Regions from separate parts of the Zea mays genome. Here regions 1, 2 and 3 are each linked to region 4. Evidence: chromatin contacts called from public Hi-C data. All regions are on one chromosome and are shown on one strand. The core of a region is the stretch at or near the end of the contact, and the rest is flanking DNA. Distances in the headings are between cores, read along the strand shown. Region 1 holds the start of LOC103641187 ((E)-beta-farnesene synthase-like). Region 2 holds the start of LOC100274526. Region 3 holds the start of LOC103641317 (protein CHROMATIN REMODELING 35). Region 4 holds the start of LOC103641314 (U-box domain-containing protein 8).

Evidence for each region. Hi-C and Micro-C count contacts between places; a contact is called where the count stands out from the background.
Region 1: a Hi-C map of ear shows a contact between it and region 4, with 1.8 times the contacts expected there. The contact joins the promoter of LOC103641187 here to the promoter of LOC103641314 in region 4. A contact is called at or near these places in 3 of 25 Hi-C or Micro-C datasets (ear, leaf and tassel).
Region 2: a Hi-C map of leaf shows a contact between it and region 4, with 5 times the contacts expected there. The contact joins the promoter of LOC100274526 here to the promoter of LOC103641314 in region 4. A contact is called at or near these places in 3 of 25 Hi-C or Micro-C datasets (ear, leaf and tassel).
Region 3: a Hi-C map of leaf shows a contact between it and region 4, with 9 times the contacts expected there. The contact joins the promoter of LOC103641317 here to the promoter of LOC103641314 in region 4. A contact is called at or near these places in 5 of 25 Hi-C or Micro-C datasets (ear, endosperm, leaf and 1 more).

Annotation. Positions count from the first base shown.
Region 1 is chr10:84,749,363-84,752,250 of Zm-B73-REFERENCE-NAM-5.0, reverse strand. LOC103641187 ((E)-beta-farnesene synthase-like) reads left to right here and starts at 1,565. Exons shown (of 7, transcript NM_001364649.1): 1 at 1,565-1,728; 2 at 1,807-2,080; 3 at 2,163-2,532; 4 at 2,768-2,888. The coding sequence starts at 1,603.
Region 2 is chr10:85,114,238-85,116,989 of Zm-B73-REFERENCE-NAM-5.0, reverse strand. It overlaps LOC100274526, which reads right to left and starts at 1,398. Exons shown (of 2, transcript NM_001148883.1): 1 at 877-1,398; 2 at 322-759. The coding sequence starts at 1,169. The coding sequence ends at 702.
Region 3 is chr10:85,189,452-85,192,285 of Zm-B73-REFERENCE-NAM-5.0, reverse strand. LOC103641317 (protein CHROMATIN REMODELING 35) reads right to left here and starts at 1,550. Exons shown (of 6, transcript XM_008664665.4): 1 at 984-1,550; 2 at 1-577. The coding sequence starts at 1,011.
Region 4 is chr10:84,948,271-84,951,066 of Zm-B73-REFERENCE-NAM-5.0, reverse strand. LOC103641314 (U-box domain-containing protein 8) reads right to left here and starts at 1,329. Exons shown (of 1, transcript XM_008664662.4): 1 at 1-1,329. The coding sequence starts at 1,049.

The sequences.
Region 1 (2,888 bases), core at 316-2,815, 200 kb after region 4:
AAACAATTTAGATAAAATAGTTTCAGAACACGGTACCCATATAACCGAACGGACTACGGACTATTAGTCTGAGTCCAGCGAATCTCGTATCACGAGCGAAAAAGGAAAAACACGCATGGTTGGGGTCACGTCACGTGCCTGAATGCAGCCGCATAAAAAAGGACCAGTTCCTTCCATGGCCTATATGTATGCATTCTCTCTCGTCACCATGCTCTCTCCGCGCTCGCATTCACACGCTGTTGCAACGAAAATGATTTGTTAGTTAGCCTAAGGGCATGTACAGTGGAGAGACACCAAAACGGTTCTCCAAGCACAGGAGACAACTAAGAGACTTTATTGTACAATGGAGTATCTATAAACGTAGTCTATTAATAAATACAGAATTAAATGTATTTGTATAGCATCAGATCGATAGAACAGACGACAAATTCGTACAGTGGGAAGTGAGGCGTCTGTTGTTACTTGGTTTACGAGCCAGAGGCGTCTCTTCACGGAGAGACGGCTCTAAGATTATTTTGCAAATAACCCCCCTAAAACACCTTAAGAGCCCCTACATTAAACACCACTGTATATGCCCTAATATATTAGCGTAGGTAGGAAGGAGCAGTAGAGGGGATAAGGGAGGCAGGTAGGATAGGACTCGATTATCAGAGTTCTGTTTCTAGATAGTACCAGCCACCAGGAGGCCGCAATCACACACTACAGCCAGTCAGGCCCACACACACGCCGCCCACACACACGCCTGTAAGGACGACGGACGGGACGAGTCTGCTTTGCTGTGTGATGTATCTCATCCGGAGTCGCACCATCTTGCTTGTATGATGTCCCTATCTCAGCCACGTCTCCCTGGTTGGTGACACTCCTCGGTTCCCCAAGCAGATGCAAATGGAAAGCACTGACGAAGCGCCTCCTGGTCCTCCCATGTTGCAAGTTCAAGTGGAAGCCCAGACCATTCCACCAGGACTTGCTGCACCAGACGGTTACTCTTGGACAGGTCACGAGTTTGCAGCACACGAATTGGCACACGGCGCTCTGGAAGTGACGCCCGAAGCGTTGGGAAGCTGTTCCTTTAAAATCAGCAGCAAGCTTCAATTGTGAGACACGAACCAATGGGTGTATGTACTTGAAACTCAGCTTGTGGTGAGCTCGCGACATCACAGATGATTGAGCATAGGGCTGTAGTTTTAAGTATACTCAATCCCCAATTGCAAAGGAACGCTCAGAACGATGTTGATCTGCTTGTTTCTTCATTCTAGCCTGAGCCTTCGAAAGAGGAAGACCCCCAACACTAGCTATAGCATCAGGCGGCATGAGACCATAAACAACTTTACAAATTTAATTTCGTACCCTTAGTTTTGCGACCTTCCTCATTTCTACCCTAAGCCGTATTTTTTTCTTAGTTTTACTCTTCTATTTCATAGACTGGAAGAACAAAACTAATAAAAAAATATAAATAAGGATAAAAATAAAGACATCAGCAAAACTAAGGACACCAACTCAAAAAAAACCCGATCTATATAAAGCCAGCAGATGGACCGAGCTCTATAGAGCCCATCCTCTGCTTCGGCACCAGCAGCTAACCGTCCAGAGAACAGAACAGAGATGACCACCAGCGTCCCCGTCCCTCTGGCTTCACAGCCACAGGCGCCGCAGCGCAAGCCACGGACCTACACCCCGAGCCCATGGGGTGACTTCTTCCTCCACCACACCCCATGCACTCCGTCACAGGTAAATACATACATACATGCTGCTCTGTCTACGTCATGGGGTGGCCGCATCTACTTTCAACGTCTTGTTCTGTCGCAGCTCTTGTCGATGAAGGAGAGGGCAAAGGTCAAGGAGCAACAGGTGAGGCAGATCATACAGGAAACAATGGCCTCCTCCAACCTGCTTCGGAAGTTGGAGCTTGTGGACACGCTGCAGCGTCTCGGGGTGGACTACCGCTACTACGAGGAGATCGACCAGTTGCTTCGCTCTGTCTACGACGACGGCGACAAGGATGGAGGCGGCTCCGACGATCTCTACCTCACCTCGCTGCGGTTCTACTTGCTCAGGAAGCATGGGTATACAACCTCTTCAGGTAATACGAAGGCAAAACACAGTTCCTTCCTTTAAACTTTGAATGAATGAATGTTCAAATAGTACGTGGACGAGCGACACAGATGTGTTCGAGAAATTCAGGGACGAGCGCGGGAGCGTCTCGAGCGACGATGCCAGCTGCTTGCTCATGCTGTATGACGCTGCTCATACGAGAACTCACGGGGAGGAGATTCTTGACGACATCATCGCTTGGAGCAAGAGCCGCCTGCAATCCCTGCTGGAGGAGAAGAACCTGGAGCCAGAGCTTGCCGAGGAGGTGAGGTGCGCTTTGGAGACGCCTCGGTTCAGGCGGGTGAAGCGAGTGGAGGCGAGGCGCTACATCTCCGCGTACGAGAAGAAGGGCGGGCGAGATGGGACCATACTAGAGTTCGCCAAGCTGGACTACAACATCTCGCAAGCTATCTACTGTGATGAACTGAAAGAACTTACAGTGTAAGCAAACTACGCATCACAGTATCGTCGTCACACTGATGTTTGCTTGATTATTATTAACAAACAGTAATAATTAATGTTGACGGGTTTGCTAAACCCACTAAATTTAAATAGTACTCCCTCCCGTTTTTTTTATTGTCGTGGTTTAGTTCAAAAATATACTAGCGAACGACAAATATTCGAGAATGGAGGGTAGTAATAAAAATAGAGATTTTACTCACTAATGTATATATAGATGGTGGAAGGATTTCCAATCACATATAGATATGCGCTTCACGCGGGACAGATTGGTGGAGCTTCATTTCTGGATGCTCGGAGTCATACATGAGCCATATTACTCGTATTCGCGGATCATG
Region 2 (2,752 bases), core at 149-2,648, 170 kb before region 4:
CAAACGGGCCGGCCCGACCCGATCCGACACGACCCGTCAGGCCCGGCTAACGATCCGTGCCGTGCTAGACGGGCCCACGTGCCACGATAGCGGCCCAGAAACGGCCCGTTAGCCTGTTAGCCGGGCCGGGCCGGGCCGGTGGCACGTTGGTCTATCTGAGTATATTATATAATTTAGCAAAAAAATATGTAGCTATGGGGCTCAAACACACAACCAAGTATATGAGTGACTTAAACAGACCCATTTAGCCAGTGCTTAGTGTAGCTACCTGAATAAAGTATTGTCATCTCCTTCTCTCCTCTCATTGAGACTGCTAATCTTGAATATAGCAAACTTGGATATTGTATTAGCTTAGTTTGTAGTATACTATTACACGACTCTAGCTATAGCTAGCTCATATACAAACCATCACATGATATATAGATACACACACGCATGCATCATACATGCATCTATAATACTTAATTACACGCACGCGCGCTATCTCTCGATCGTGAAGAAGAGAGATTGCTAGCTTTATTCCGGTCCGATGATGATATGGACGCACACATATATTTATACATAGATCCTTGGTTCTACAATACGTTGACAGTAATCTGTATATATGCTTCGCGTAGTGGTTTTGGTTGGTTCTTATTGTCTTCACCGCCGTCGTCGTCCTCGTGGATGACGACGAGTCGCCGCCGTCGCCGACGCCATGATCAGAACAGGAACGCCGTCGGCGCGAACGCTGGCAGGGACGACGCGCTCTCAAGGTGCCTGTGTGTGTACAACCATGCATATCATGTCGTTCTCGGCAGATTAGACGTACATACGTAGAGACATGACACAGTGACAATCTCTGACAGGTATATAAATAGATAGATAGATAAGTACCGGTACTGCTTGCCACCGTGCGCGCGGGGCAGCGCCCGGGCGAGGTCCCAGGACGCCGCCTTCCTGACCTTGACGGCGTCGGTGCTGCTGCTGTACTCCTCGCAGATGTCGCCGAGCGAGGGGCGCCACTGCTGCGGCGCACCCGCAGCAGCCCCCAGCAGCTGGGCGGCTCTGTTGGCCCTCCTCCTCCGGCGCCTCCTCGCGGCGGCGGCGGCAGCGTGGTCCACGGGCGGCGGCGCGTCGTCGATGGGTCCAGCACGGCAGCCGAAGGGGACGAGCGACAGGAGCCTCATCAGCTTCCTGCGCACGAGCCCCTCGGTCTTGGGCCCCGGCCCGCCGCCCTCCGGTCCCCTATCTCTCTTGCCTCTCTTTTTCGTGCTGTACCTCTCGATCTGGGCCAGTTTTTTCTCCCTCTCCCTCTCCCTCCCCTCTCTACCGCGGCGGCGGCGGCGGTGGCGAGACCTGGTCGGCAGGCACCCACTGGCGGTGAGTGGTCAGCCGAGAGCTGATCGACGAGCGGAGCTGCTGTGTCGGTCAGTGTGTGTGTGAGGGGATATCACGATTTCGGGTGCTGCTTTATAGAGTTCTGATAGGGGTAAGATGACCGAAATACCCTGGGATCCTGTAGAGCCGGCAGGGGCGGTTTTGGGAGTACGTCTAAAATCTGCTGGGTTAGTGGCAGCAACGAAGGTCGAAGACGATGGATGGCGTGCCGGACAGGGCAAAACTATATTTATTTTTTATTTATGTAAAATGTGAATATGTAGGTGCTTTGTTTTCTTAAACGTATGACGCAAACAGTGTTAAATGTGGACCCGTGTGGGGCCCATAATTAACATGGGCGTTCGGTGGGACCGTGCATCCCATTATATTCATCGATGTGTGTAGTAGGTCATCAGTAGCACATGTTTCGTCAGTATCGTGTCAATGCTAGACCTCTGGTGTGTTCTAACTGTATATGAGTGAACATGTTCTATCATAAAAGGTGTGTGTTGCATCTGTGCTTGCTGATCATGTTTCATCATCATAAAAGGTGCGTGATGATGTTACTTTGGACAGTGCATGATCTAATGTATCAACCACGCGAAAATTTAGAACTATACAATTTAAACACCTTGATATTGATGTTGTGTGCAGATGGTTACGATGAATCATACATTGCACAATCTAATTAAATGCGGTGAACTCTATGATCTTTTGCACCAACGTTGTACGTACATGTGCCACACTTTCTTGATCAGCCTTATTATTGTCAAGGAGGTCCTAAACGCTCTTAAGCATCAACATGTCCGAGCTTGTATAATCTTCTTCGCTTTCGTGCTTACCGTTAGGGTATTACGCATGCTGACACATGGATCTCTATAACTGACACATGCTATATATATATATATATATATATATATATATATATATATATATATATATATATATATATATATATATATATATATATAGAAGATCCAATAACATCATTTATATTTAGAGAACCGTTTAGAAAACGCTGTCGAAAACATAAAGGTTGAGAAACTCCTCTAAAATTTAGAGTACCTGCTGGAGAAAGTGTGGATTAGCTTGAGCTACACCTATGCTATGCATTTGCTATATGTCGCTGTCTCATTTTGGTTTGGTTTGGTTCATGTCACTGTTGACGCATTCAAAACCTCCCATTTAATTTAAGATTTGGATATGAATAGCAGCGCGATCGCGTGGCCACGCGGCGTAGGTGGACGAGGTGCTTTGCCTGCGGCGCCGGGCACCTCTCGCCGTCACTTGGATCTCGCTGCCCATATATATCATCTGAGATTCTGGCCCATATATGTCTGATCTTGCACGACCCCCTGAAAGGCGCTCATGTGGCAATCCTCGACTCTTCACA
Region 3 (2,834 bases), core at 301-2,800, 240 kb before region 4:
TCCTCAGGCCTTTTCGTCAACACAACTCTCTCAAACTGAATAGATGGTTGCCAACTGGTTTGCAAAGGAAACTGATTCACCAGAGCAGAACCTTGGCCATACGGAACAATCTGCGTGTTCTTACTACCTCCATAAGCATGCACGGTTTCAAATGTTTGGCTCCCATTAGTTGCCATCCTTTCTGCGATATTACTAGCCAATACAGATGTTCCGAGTTCTTTGTTCATCTCAGATGCCAACTTATTGTGTTCTGGACTGTTTCCATCTCCATCCTCATCATCTGAATCGAGAACTATTATGTCACCCTTTCCTTTTTGTTCGGCTGGCTCCACGGAATGGTTGGTCGATTTGCCACCTCCGGTTTTGCTGGCTATCGCAGAGGAGTTTTCAGAGGCGCGTTCCAGACTAGCAATGAACTGACGGATGTTGTCCCAGTCCTTGCTCGTACCGCCAAATACCAAACTGTGGTTCCTGTTTGCATCAGGAAGTGCGTGACCGCTGGGATACATTGCAGCTATGGGTGTAAATACACTGCCGTTGCGTTCCGAAGGTTTCCTCTGCCTGCTGTAATATATGCCTACAAATACAGGAAGGTGGTTACTGTATCAGAAGAGACTAGGAAAAGGCGGGGAATAAGAATCCAACCTAGCCCAACATTCTAGCATCGGTGGACTCAATTCCTGATGATGAGTTGACGACTACATACAGAAAGCGATAGTAGGATCATAAACTGTGCATCCACAATGGCCTATTTGCACGGACGAACAGATTGTAGAGGAAACAGAGATGAGAAACGATCGCGCGACTAGGTGGCTTCGAGCCAGGGTTTTCCAATATCGGGTGTTCCCAGGACAGAGACCTCAAACCAGTCGATCTAGGCTTCTGCATTTGTCAAAGCTCTACGATGTAGACAAACACACACACACACATAAAAAAAACTAAGACATGTTGGTTGGTCCTGATCAACATCGTGCTAAACATACCTTCCCGTCCTCCCGGTGACTGAGACATCGGTGAGTTGATTGCCTCTTGCCTGCGTCTTGCGGTTGCGGCCACACCTTCCCGTCCTCCCGGTTGCCCTGAGCGTTTGCGGCTCTGAACTCCCACTCCCCCAGTGTTGGATGGGGCACGCGACAGTGGAGCCGGGACAAGGGCGGCTTCCGGTGGCTCAGAAGTCGCGCGGGCGCACTGCCGGCCGGCAGTAGTCGCTACCCGCCATGCCGCTTAGGGTTTAATCGATTCGAGGATCGGGGATTTTGGGTGGAAAGGACGAGGACACAGGATGACAGGAGAGAGTGGCTGCATATACAGTTAGTTACACACACAGAGACAGAGGAATGGGGGAGCAAGGTGAGGAGTATATCAGTAGAGAGACTGAGCATCATCTGGGCCCCGCCGTGTGCCATGTGTCATCGGGGTGGCTGTGCGCATCATCTGGGCGGGCCGACAGCGAGGAAGGAGAAGGGCCCGGGACGCCCGATTCCCGATTCGGGGCGAAAGGAGCCCATGCCTCCTGCTTGCAGACGGGAGGTAAGGGACTCTCTCGCGCCTCGCGGGCCCGGGCTGGCAGAGACAATGAAGGAGAGACTAGGCACTCGGCAACTGCGCACGATCCAAATGTTTTCCACTATTTATTTGAACATTTAATTAATATTAATCCAAAATAAATAGAAATAGAGACTGATGCTAATTTGATCTGATCCTTCAACTTTATCTATACCACTATATAATCCATCAACCCACTCAATCAAATCACTCCATACTTATAACCCCACTAAATCCACTAAACAAATTACACCTAAATTTAACACACAATCAAAACCAACGATTCAGATCGCTAATAACACACCTCCATTACTCACTCGAATCCAAATAGACAATATTATTTGAATCATCCTTATCTCTCATCCCTTCCTCTTCCCCCTCCCCTCACTCACGCTGCTGCCACCAATGATTAAGGTTGTTAAACTACCGAACTTTTATACCTGCTTTTGAAATACAATATTTAAACATGTTGTAAGGAAAATGGACCCCGTGCCATTTGGCTAAGTAAGTTTTGGTGTTTGATGATTAACACAATCTGTGGACTAACAAGTTTCCTAGTGTTTATGATTATAGTTCACAGGATGCAAGAAGTACTTGGACTAAGGAATTGAGGAAAGCAACACCTCAAAAGAAGACATTAAGAAGATATAAGAGAAGTCCAAGAAATGGAGGCGTGCTGCCTGCGGACTGTCTGTGCGTGGAGCACCGGACTGTACGGTGCCCACACGCCGGACTGTCCGGTGCCCACACGCCGGACTGTCCGGTGCACCTGGGAACAGCAGCCCAACGACTAGTTCCAGGTGGCACCCGAAGAGAAGACCACCGGACTGTCCGGTGTGGAAAGCCTGCGGCGCCAACGGTCACCTGCTATGACAGGGGGTCAGACAGGGCAACGGCTAGGCGCACCGGACATGCTACAGTGCGCTGTCCGGTGCACCACCGGACTGTCCAGTGTGCCGCAGAGAGCAGCAGCTTTTCTCCAACGGCTACAATTGTGTTGGGGGCTATAAATACACCCCCAACCGGCCATTCTCAAGTGTGGGAGCCCAAGCAACATACCAAGCAATATTGTAGACATTCCCAAGTGCTCTTACACCCAAGTGCTTAATAGAATCACTCGGTGATTAGCGTATGTGCTTTGCGAAGTGCTTAAGTTAGTTAGACCGCTCTAGCGCTTGCTCTAGGTGAATCCTAGTTAGTTGAGTGAGTTTAGACAAACCACACAACCCCTCGGCTCTTGCGTGAGCCGTTGTAATTGTACCGAGTGGGGCGAGAGTCTTGCGAGACCG
Region 4 (2,796 bases), core at 80-2,579:
TCGACCGCGTTCTTGGCGATCTTGCAGTTGTCGTCGTTCACCAGAGCCTCGCAGAGGTCGAAAGCCTGCAGCTTGATTGCTTCCAGCGCCAACTCGTTGCTCTCGGAGCAAATCCAGTTGAGGACGAGCAGGGCCTGCTCGATTGCGCGCGCGTTGCCGCTCCCGGCGGCGCCCGTGAGCACGGACACGACGCCGGGGACCCTGCACAGCTCCTGCCGCCCCTCCCGGCACCGGGCGAGGAGGCCGAGCACCTCGACGGCGCGCGCGGAGCCGGCGGCGGCGAAGTCGGCGAGCGCGGGCGCCGCGCCCTCGCGCACCGCGCGGCGCCGGTTCTCCGGCAGCTTGCAGAGCTCGTAGAGCGCCGTGGCGGCCTCGCGGCGCTCCCGCGGCCCGCCGCGGCGGAGGAGCCCCGCCAGCGCCGGGATGGCCGAGGGGTGCGCCCCGATGGTGCACTTGTTCACGTCCACGGTGGCGAGGCTGGTCAGCGCCGTGGCCGCGGACGCCGCCGCCGCGCCGCCGCGGGACACCGCGGCGGAGAGCGCGTCCACGGCGCCGTCCGCCACGAGGCCCACGCGCGTGTCGTCACCGTCCAGGCTGAGGTGCAGCAGCGCCCTGGCCGCCGCCTCGTCCCCGGCCTCCGCGTGCCGCAGCAGCACCGCCGCGCTGCCGGACTCCAGCACCTCCTTCCGCCCTGCGGCGCCGGACTTGGCCAGCCTCAGCAGCGCCGGCACGGGCGACGCGGGCCGGGCTGGCACCGCCGCCGCCGCCGACACCGCTTCTTGCCTCGCGTGCGCCCCTCCCTCCGCAGGGACGAGAGACGCCGCCGCGGAAGGCGAGACGGCGGCTATGAGGCGGCGCAGCGCGTGGTTGGGGATGAGCGGCGGGGAGGGCGGCAGCGGGAGGTTGGTGACGGGGCAGGTGAGGTGCCCCCCGTCGAGCCAGCTCTGGATGCTGCGGCGCTCGAAGGTGTGGCCGGAGGGAAGGATGACCGGGTCCGTCATGACCTCCAGCGTGATGGGGCAGCGGAAATCGTCCGGCCACGCCTCCATTCGTGACGGCAGGATCCGCGGCGCCGGCGCGTTCACGCGAAAAGGGGGCGGGTGGAATGCGAAGCGTGTGGGACTCAGTCCTGGAGGAGGCCGAAGACGAAGAAGAAGAGGAGGTTGGGAGCGAGAGCGAGTGGGGAAAGGCCGGCACTTCCGGTGGACGGAAACGGGCTGCCGTGGGAGCGAGTGGGGAGACCACCCGGTGAGCTTAAGTGTGCTATCACTCTCAGTCTCTCACACAGTCACACGCTATGCAAGTCTCGCGTGCAATGAATTCTGTATATTTGTATATTTACATTATTGTGGAATCGTGCTATCTTCTCATATTATCCATTTTTACTTTAAATTATAAAAAATCTTATATCATATTTATTGGCGCGAAACCATTGACTTATCTTTCTAAATAGTCTATAGATACATTCGTCCGTCCGTATTCGCGAGTTACTAAAGTAACTTCTAGCATACTCTTTAGTACAATTCCGTACTTATCTTTCAATATTATCAATATCCGTTTTCAATATAAGGATGAGAAAGGGGCTTTTAGCATACTCGCTAGCGCAAAACCAAAACCGTGGCTTTATTCTATATTTTCAAGTTGCGCGTAAATGTGTCCTCCTCTTTTTCATACTAAAGTCGATAACAGAACCTCTAACATACCCATCATTGTAGAGTCGTGACTATCTTCCCCTAATATGTGTATCTGTTTCCATTCCGCAGCTGACAAAGAAGATTTTAGCGTACTCGCTAGCGCGTAGAGCGGGTGGATTTGTCTTCTAAACTTCGTTATTTGGCAATACATTCACCCGTTTCCATGTTAGGGTTGGTAAAACAAAAGCTTCGAGCATACTCGTTAGAGCCGTGACTAGAGTGTAGGAAGGTTAGGTGGAGCATGTCTTGCATTACCTATTGTCACACAAGTCAATGGCCGAGTAAACCCTAACATCAACTATTTTAGCAAACATCGAAACTGTTTCCTTTCGCAATTCCGACCGAGCCACGCCGAATCGACCTTCAAAGAGAATAATCCAAAAAAAACATATCTCTTGTCGCCTAGTCGGCGAAGGATCGTGAGATGCTATCTAAATGTTAGCCATCGACCGATGGTACCATAGCATCGAAATTGTGTGTGTTTTGGCTGGTATTAATGAGTTGGAGGATCTATGTATTAATGATAAGATATGTGGTTGAAACTATTGCCTATCTTTCTAAATAGTCCATAGATACATTCGTATGTTTTTGCGTTGAAGTTACTAAAGTAACTTCTAGCGTACTCTAGTACAACGTCATACCTATTTATTGGCGTGAAACAGTTGCCTTATCTTTCTAAATAGTCCATAGATACATTCGTCTGTTTTTTGCATCGAAGTTACTAAAGTAACTTCTAGCGTACTCTAGTACAACGTCATACCTATCTTTCAATCAAATCAATATCCGTTTTTGACCTAAGGTCGAGAAAGGGCTTTTAGCATACTCACTAGCGCAAAAACTGTGGCTTTATTCTATCTTTTCAAGTTGTGCGCAAATGTGTCCTCCTGTTTTTCATACTAAAGTCGATAACAGAATCCCTAACATACCCACCATTGTAGAGCCGCGACTATCTTCCCTCTAATATGTGTGTCCGTTTCCATTTCGAAACTGACAAAAGAAGCTTTTAACATACTCGCTAGCGCGTAGAGCGGGTGGATTTGTCTTCTAAAATTCGTTATTTGGCAATACATTCACTCGTTTCCATGTTAGGGTTGGTAAAACA